Linked DNA regions of Mus musculus: region 1 is linked to region 2. A link is a contact called in public promoter capture Hi-C data. All regions are on one chromosome and are shown on one strand. Each heading gives the region's core, a stretch centred on a gene start, on an enhancer-like site or on the middle of the called end of the contact. The rest is flanking DNA. Distances are from core to core; before and after follow the strand shown. Region 1 has its middle 21 kb from the start of Spa17. Region 2 holds the start of Robo3 (roundabout guidance receptor 3).

The links. Promoter capture Hi-C pulls out the DNA fragments that hold promoters and counts their contacts.
Region 1: a promoter capture Hi-C map of the HPC-7 cell line shows a contact between it and region 2. The contact joins the enhancer-like site here to the promoter of Robo3 in region 2. A contact is called at or near these places in 14 of 39 promoter capture datasets (the C10 cell line, the HPC-7 cell line, cranial neural crest and 10 more), 1 of 15 datasets of contacts at CTCF or cohesin (large pre-B cells), 1 of 484 Hi-C or Micro-C datasets (bone marrow-derived macrophages), 10 of 115 datasets of contacts at active chromatin or transcription factors (bone marrow-derived macrophages, embryonic basal ganglia, embryonic forebrain and 6 more) and 3 of 9 other capture datasets (adipose tissue, liver and pancreatic islet).

What each region holds. Positions count from the first base shown.
Region 1 is chr9:37,591,363-37,594,481 of GRCm38.p6, forward strand. No RefSeq gene overlaps it. Among named protein-coding and RNA genes, the nearest start is that of Spa17, 21 kb to the right of the region's middle. Within about 2 kb of position 1,484, at least 10 of the 459 cell types and tissues checked have an H3K27ac peak or open chromatin away from gene starts, as enhancers often do. A contact at or near this core is called in the HPC-7 cell line and pre-B cells, where this site is marked.
Region 2 is chr9:37,431,924-37,434,930 of GRCm38.p6, forward strand. Robo3 (roundabout guidance receptor 3) reads right to left here and starts at 1,252. Exons shown (of 28, transcript NM_001164767.1): 1 at 919-1,252. The coding sequence starts at 1,078.

The sequences.
Region 1 (3,119 bases), core at 234-2,733, 160 kb after region 2:
CAGTGACACTGCTTTTTCCTCTGGGGAAGAAAGATGTTGGGAAGCCTTTGTACTCAAAATGTAACATTCTGGGTTTGGAGGATAGAATGAAGATGGCCCCCATAAGCTCATAGGGAGTGGCATTATTTGAGAAGATTAGGACATGAGCCCTTGTTGGAAGTAGGTGTGGCCTTGTTGGAGGAACTATGTCACGGGGTGTAGGCCAAGCCAGATCCAGTGTCACTCTCTCTTCCTGATGCCTGCCAATCCAGATGTAGGACTCGCAGCTACCTCTCTAGTACCATATCTGCCTGCATGCTACAATGCTTCTGACTATGATGGCAGTGGACTAAGCCTCTGAACTGCCAGCCAGCCCCCAACTAAATACTTTCCTTTATAAGAGCTGCGCTGGGGCTGGTGAGATGGCTCAGTGGGTAAGAGCACCCGACTGCTCTTCCGAAGGTCCAGAGTTCAAATCCCAGCAACCACATGGTGGCTCACAACCATCTGTAACAAGATCTGATGCCCTCTTCTGGAGTGTCTGAAGATAGCTGCAGTGTACTTACATATAATAAATAAATAAATCTTTAAAAAAAAAAAAAAAGAGCTGCGCTGGTCATGGTGTCTCTTCACAACAATGAGACCCTGGGTTTGGCATTTCCATCCTTGTAAATTCTGTATCTCCCAGTTCAGAGATCATACTACTCTTGGGACTATAAAGCTTAGCTATCTGTTAGGGCAAGGCATGAACACAGGAAAGAACTGAGGGACATAACTGACTTTCTAACAGTGTTGACTGACTTTTAAAAAAAAAATGCGTGTCCCTATCTCACCCCCCACCTTTCACTTCTAGGTCTGATACCTGACACCTACTGGTCCTTTATCTTTTGTGAATTTTGGTACAAAATGTTTCTCTGACTCTCTCACTAATGGTTTAGGATTCAGATGTCTCTGTTCTGCTAGATAAATGTGGTTTCCCACTTTCACAGTCTTAGCATTGTTCACTCTCTGCTGCTCTAACTAGGCTTAGCTTTTAAAATAACGGCATTTCTGAAGGACAAAGAATTAGATGCACATGCTTAATTTTCTGTTAAATTTTTATGTTAATCAACAAGTTTCTAAGTAAAACAAAGTCTGATTTGATTTTCACTTAAACTAATCACAGTCTTATTGGGATTCAGAAACCACTTTACATTATGGAATTTAATGTTAATTATTAGTTGGGAAAACAGAGTTGTTACCATATGACTGAGAATGCTGTAGAGACAATAGCTGTTACAGAGACAGACACTGCTGGAGGCAGCTATCCACCAGTTCTTCGTCTAAAAGGACAAAGAAAAGTTAGAACTATCAAAACTTGCCTCCTGCAGCTGAAACTCGGACATCTTAGGATACTGGTGGGTGACTACGCGCTGAAATTGGGCTGTACATGCTTCTGGACTGAGCTGCTGCTCTGGGGACAGGAAGAACTGTCGGTGGCTCTGCCAGGCATAGGGAGCAGACAGGAAGCAGACAGGAGGTGTACTTTCCTCCTCTGGACTTGAAGTCTCTTCTGAGGATCTCTTTTGCCACAGTCTAAAAGAGGTGCAGCTGGCAAAGGAGACTCGTGGTGTGCAAAGAGCAGTCAGTCCCTGCCTCACAGAGCCTGTTACAGTGGCCTTGGAGCACAGAGGATGGCTTGCTAACTGATGGACCCCAAGCTTTTGAATACTCGGGATTTCATGCATTTTTACCTTCCAATAAGCAAAGTCAATTCTCATCCCACCCCCTCCCTCTCTCTGCCCCACATCCAAGAAAGGGGGGGGGAAGGGAGGAAGGGGAGGGAGGGAGAGAGAGAAGGGGGGTAGGGGGGAAGAGAGAGAGAGAGAGAGAGAGAGAGAGAGAGGAGGGAAGGAGAGGGGGAGGGGGGAGAGAGGGAGAGGGAGAGGGAGAGGGAGAAATCGCAGTAACAATTGTATTCACATAGGAAAATGGGATCTCATGATCTGGGTAATATTGATGACAAGTCAAATCTAGGTGGAGTCCCAACTAATCATTTTGCTTCTAAATATTATCTTGTGGGCAGGAGAGAGGAGAGATGTACCAGGTACCAGTAAGTACCAAGTCTAAGATTTGAGTTCAATCTCTGGAACCCTTTATTGTGGGAGGAGAAAACAAATTCCTGCAGGTTGTCCTTTGATCTCCACTCAGCAGTATGAGGCACACAGGTACACACACACACACACACACACACACACACACACACACCCCACACACACAGTTTTTCAAAAGTGAAAGAAAAAAAAGTGAGTTTGTTTTGGTCACTTTTCTGTTGCTATGACAAAATGCCATGGCCAACGGAACTCACTTTGGGGCTCACAGTTCCAGAGGGCTAGAATCTGTAACCATTATGGTGGAAAGCATGCCAGCAGGTAGGCAGGCATGGTTTTGGAGCAGTAGCTGAGAGCTTACATCTTGATCCACAAGTGTGAGGTAGAGAGAGCTAACTGGGAACACCACAGGCTTTTGAAACCTCAAAGCCTGTTCCCAGTGAAATTCCTCCTCCAGCTGCATCTGGTTGCAGTTGGCGTTCTTAACTCACCCATAGGATGCTCGTCATAAGTGTTATTAGAAGTGCGTCAACTCTCATTCCCAAGAGCAGAATAAGTGCATTCTGGTTCATGACATCCATTTATGGAAAAATTAAAAAAAATTTCCAGACAGTACATGAAACATTGTATAACACCTTCCCTTTTCCACCTTTCCATCTTCCTTGGAAACACAGTTTATCAAGTACACTACAAGGGAGCTGTGGCCACATCTCCCTCTTTTTGAGAGTGAGTTTCTTTTTAAAACATTTGTTGTTTGTCTTTAATCCCAGCACTCAGGAGGTGGAGGTAGTCAGATCTCCAAGTTTGCTGCCAGCCTGCTCTCCAGAATTAGTTTCAGGGCAGCCAAGGGATACACAGGGAAACCCTGCCTTGAGAAACCAAAGCCATATCAGGCTCCCATCAGCAGGCACTTCCCGGCATCCTCAATAGCGTCCGGGTTTGGCGACTGTGTGAGAAGCTCTGGTAGAGCCTGACAAATACAGAGGCAGATACTTGAAGCCAACCATTGGACTGAGCTCGGGGTTCCCAATGGAGGAGTTGGAGAGGAGA
Region 2 (3,007 bases), core at 2-2,501:
TCCCTGTCATTCCTGGTCTCCAGAGATGCTTCGACAGCAGCCTAATGAATAGCTAATGGCCATGCAAATAGGGCTCTGGGGCTCCTCCCTTGCACCTGAGTACGGGGGGGGGGGGGAGAGAGAGAGAGAACGAGAGAGAGAGAGAGAGAGAGAGAGAGAGAGAGAGAGAGAGAGAGAGAGAGAGAATCCTTTCATCTTTTAGAGACTGCAAAGGTGGACCATGTCCAGAGTCCGGGGCCCTAGCCTAAGTTGGGCAGAGGCTTCCAGAGGGAGAGTTCCTGACGTAGCCAGCAGGGAGCGCGATCAGGCCTCTCTCCAGACTGCCTGCAGCGCTCAGGGGGGGCAGCGCTGTCTCAAGTTATTTATTAATCACTGTAATTAGCAGTAACGACCTCGCCATCGCTCTGCCAGGCTGGGTCAGCTGTGAGTCTCACTGGGGATACAAACTTAATACTAAGTTTCCTTGAGAAGATTGCTGACTTTGACCCTCCGCGTAAAAACACCTACAAAGTTGGGGGCTTTCCCACCCTTGCTCTGAGTGAGGTTTTTGAAAACTTTAGGTCCTGGAAGTGGCATCTGCTACTTGGGTGGATCACCTAGTGCCCGGTTTAGCCTTGGCCGACTGGCGACATCGTGCCCTGGTCTAACCTTCCTTCTTAGCTTGGAACTTGCCCTTTACATTTCTCCCACCTGGGGTGGGTGTGGTAGGTGGATAGTAGGAGAGATGAGGAGAAAGGGGCTCAGCAGCCCTCCACCACAGGCAAATACACCAACTCAGACGCTCCTTTGGGACCCCACTTCCCAGGAGGGCCCTGACAGGCGCCCCTGGGTCCTGGAAAAGGAGACCTTCCGTCTTCCCTTCCAAGCAGCCCTCTCATCCCGATCTCCAAATCTAAGGTCCCCATCGAACAGTCTCACCATTGAGAGAGGGATCTCCAGGAGGAAGCAGACTAGGGTTGAGCGCTGCCAGCGAGGAGTTGAAGCCGAAGAGTAGCTCGCTGGAGTTGGAGATGTCCCTGGCCAGGGAGTCCGCGAACAAGTTCATCTGTAGTAGTGTTTTAAGCAGGTAGCGCAGCATAGCGCAGCCCGCCTGGGTCTTGGGCAGGGGCCTCGGAGCCCAGCCCTTGGGTCTGGGACCCGCGGGCCGGGAGCCGTAAGCCCCTCCACAGCCTTTGCGCGCTGCGGCAGCCACGATGCCGCTGTCCTGCAGGCGTGCCTGGGTACCGGCCGTGCCTCTGCGCGGGCTGTCCTCCTTCGCTGGTTCTTCTCTCCACCCCCCCCCCCCCCAGTGCCAGAATCCCCTGGGAGCTGGGCGGGCGGAAAGCAGGTGCCACTCGGATCACGCCGTAATTAAGGGCTTAATCCGCCTTCCTCCATATCCCCACCTCCACCAGGATGGCCACTAACAGGGCCGCGCGCAAGTTAGAGTCCCCGCCCCACACTCCTCTCATCAAATGTTGCTCTGAACCTGGCGGGAGAGTCTCTCTCTCTCTCTCTCTCTCTCTCTCTCTCTCTCTCTCTCTCTCTCTCTCTCTCTCTCTCTCTCTCCCCCAAGACGCGGACTGAGCCTCTGTCAGACTCAGCCCTTCTTTCTAAAATTATAGCAGGAATTATTTCCTTTCTCGGACGTCAGGGAAACTGAGGCATTGGGAGAGCAGACACTGTTGAGCTCTCAATGTCCCAGCTTCCAGTGCCTTTCAAATTCTGGGTCCTGGAAACGTGAGCGCAGGGTGCTAGGATACCTGGGAGTGGGGGTGGAGGGGAAGAAGAGAATTCCACCGCTGGATCACCTCTCGCCCCACGTGCGCGTCCGATTCCTCCTAATCCTGTGGCTTGCCACTAGGAACCCACAGGGATACAGAGATCCAACTTGACCTGGAGTCCTGCTCCAGATGCGCCCCCCCCCCCGCCCCGTCAGGAAATCCTGCCGGGTGCTCAGAACTGAGTAAAATTGGAGGAGACCCCGAGAATCCAGGCAGCACGCACCTATTAGCATAGTGCATTGCTCCACTATGACGTGTTTTAGGAAGTTGTTTGACAGTTTTGAAGAGACCAAAAGTCTAGAACAAAGGAAGCAAAGTGTCACAGACCGGGTGAATGCCAAATTGTGTGAAACTGCTGGAACCAGATAACAGCTGTTTATCCTCCCGGTCGGGGTGAGGTGGGGTGGGGTGTGCAACAGGAAAACCAAAGCCCCGGTTCTGTCTCGAATAGGGGTTATTTTAGCCTTGGAGATGTTGCAGCCAACCATCTTTGCTTTTGCCCCTCTCCTGCACACACTTTCTCTAGACTGGAAATGATGTTGAATGTGGAGCAAGAGACCGTGGCTTTCCCATCCTGTAGGTTCTGTGGACAAGTAAGTGTTTGGATTGCTCTTAGGCTATGTAATCGTGCAGCGGCTGCTTCTGATATGTAAGGGGACACCTGCACAGGAAGACAGCTCAGAGCGCTATATGCTACTCAATTCCAGGGTGGAAGATGAAGCTGTGGCAGATTCCAAACCAAAAGCAGGTCAAGAGTAGAGGAACATGGCCCCACCAACCAGTTTGTCTCTACAATCCAGTGTCCTGCCCACGGAATTCTGGGGGCATTTAGTGCTTCGGAGTCCTCGGTCCAGGACCAGAGAGCTCAAGGTGGGATGAACTAAATGGTGAGGGCTGATGGGGCTCAACAATCCCACGGGACTTAGAGCCCTGGGAGCTGACACATCTGTGGGTGCTGAACTGGGTCCCTGGTGCATCCACCGAAGACAAAACCTGGGCAGATCTTGAGAATGGGGTAGGCTAGGGCACTAAAGAGATAGAAGTTTTTTACATCAGACCCTCATCCAGGGGCTTGCTGTAGTGCTAGACCACTTTCAGCCGGAGAGGTAAGGAAGGGGTGTGTGTGCTGAATTTGCCAATCAGAAGACATCACCATTTGAGACCAATCCCTTCAGAGTTAAGGATGAAGAGGACTAGTTCATCTGGTCTGATCCTCAGAATCTTAAGGACCGTTTGCTTGGCCT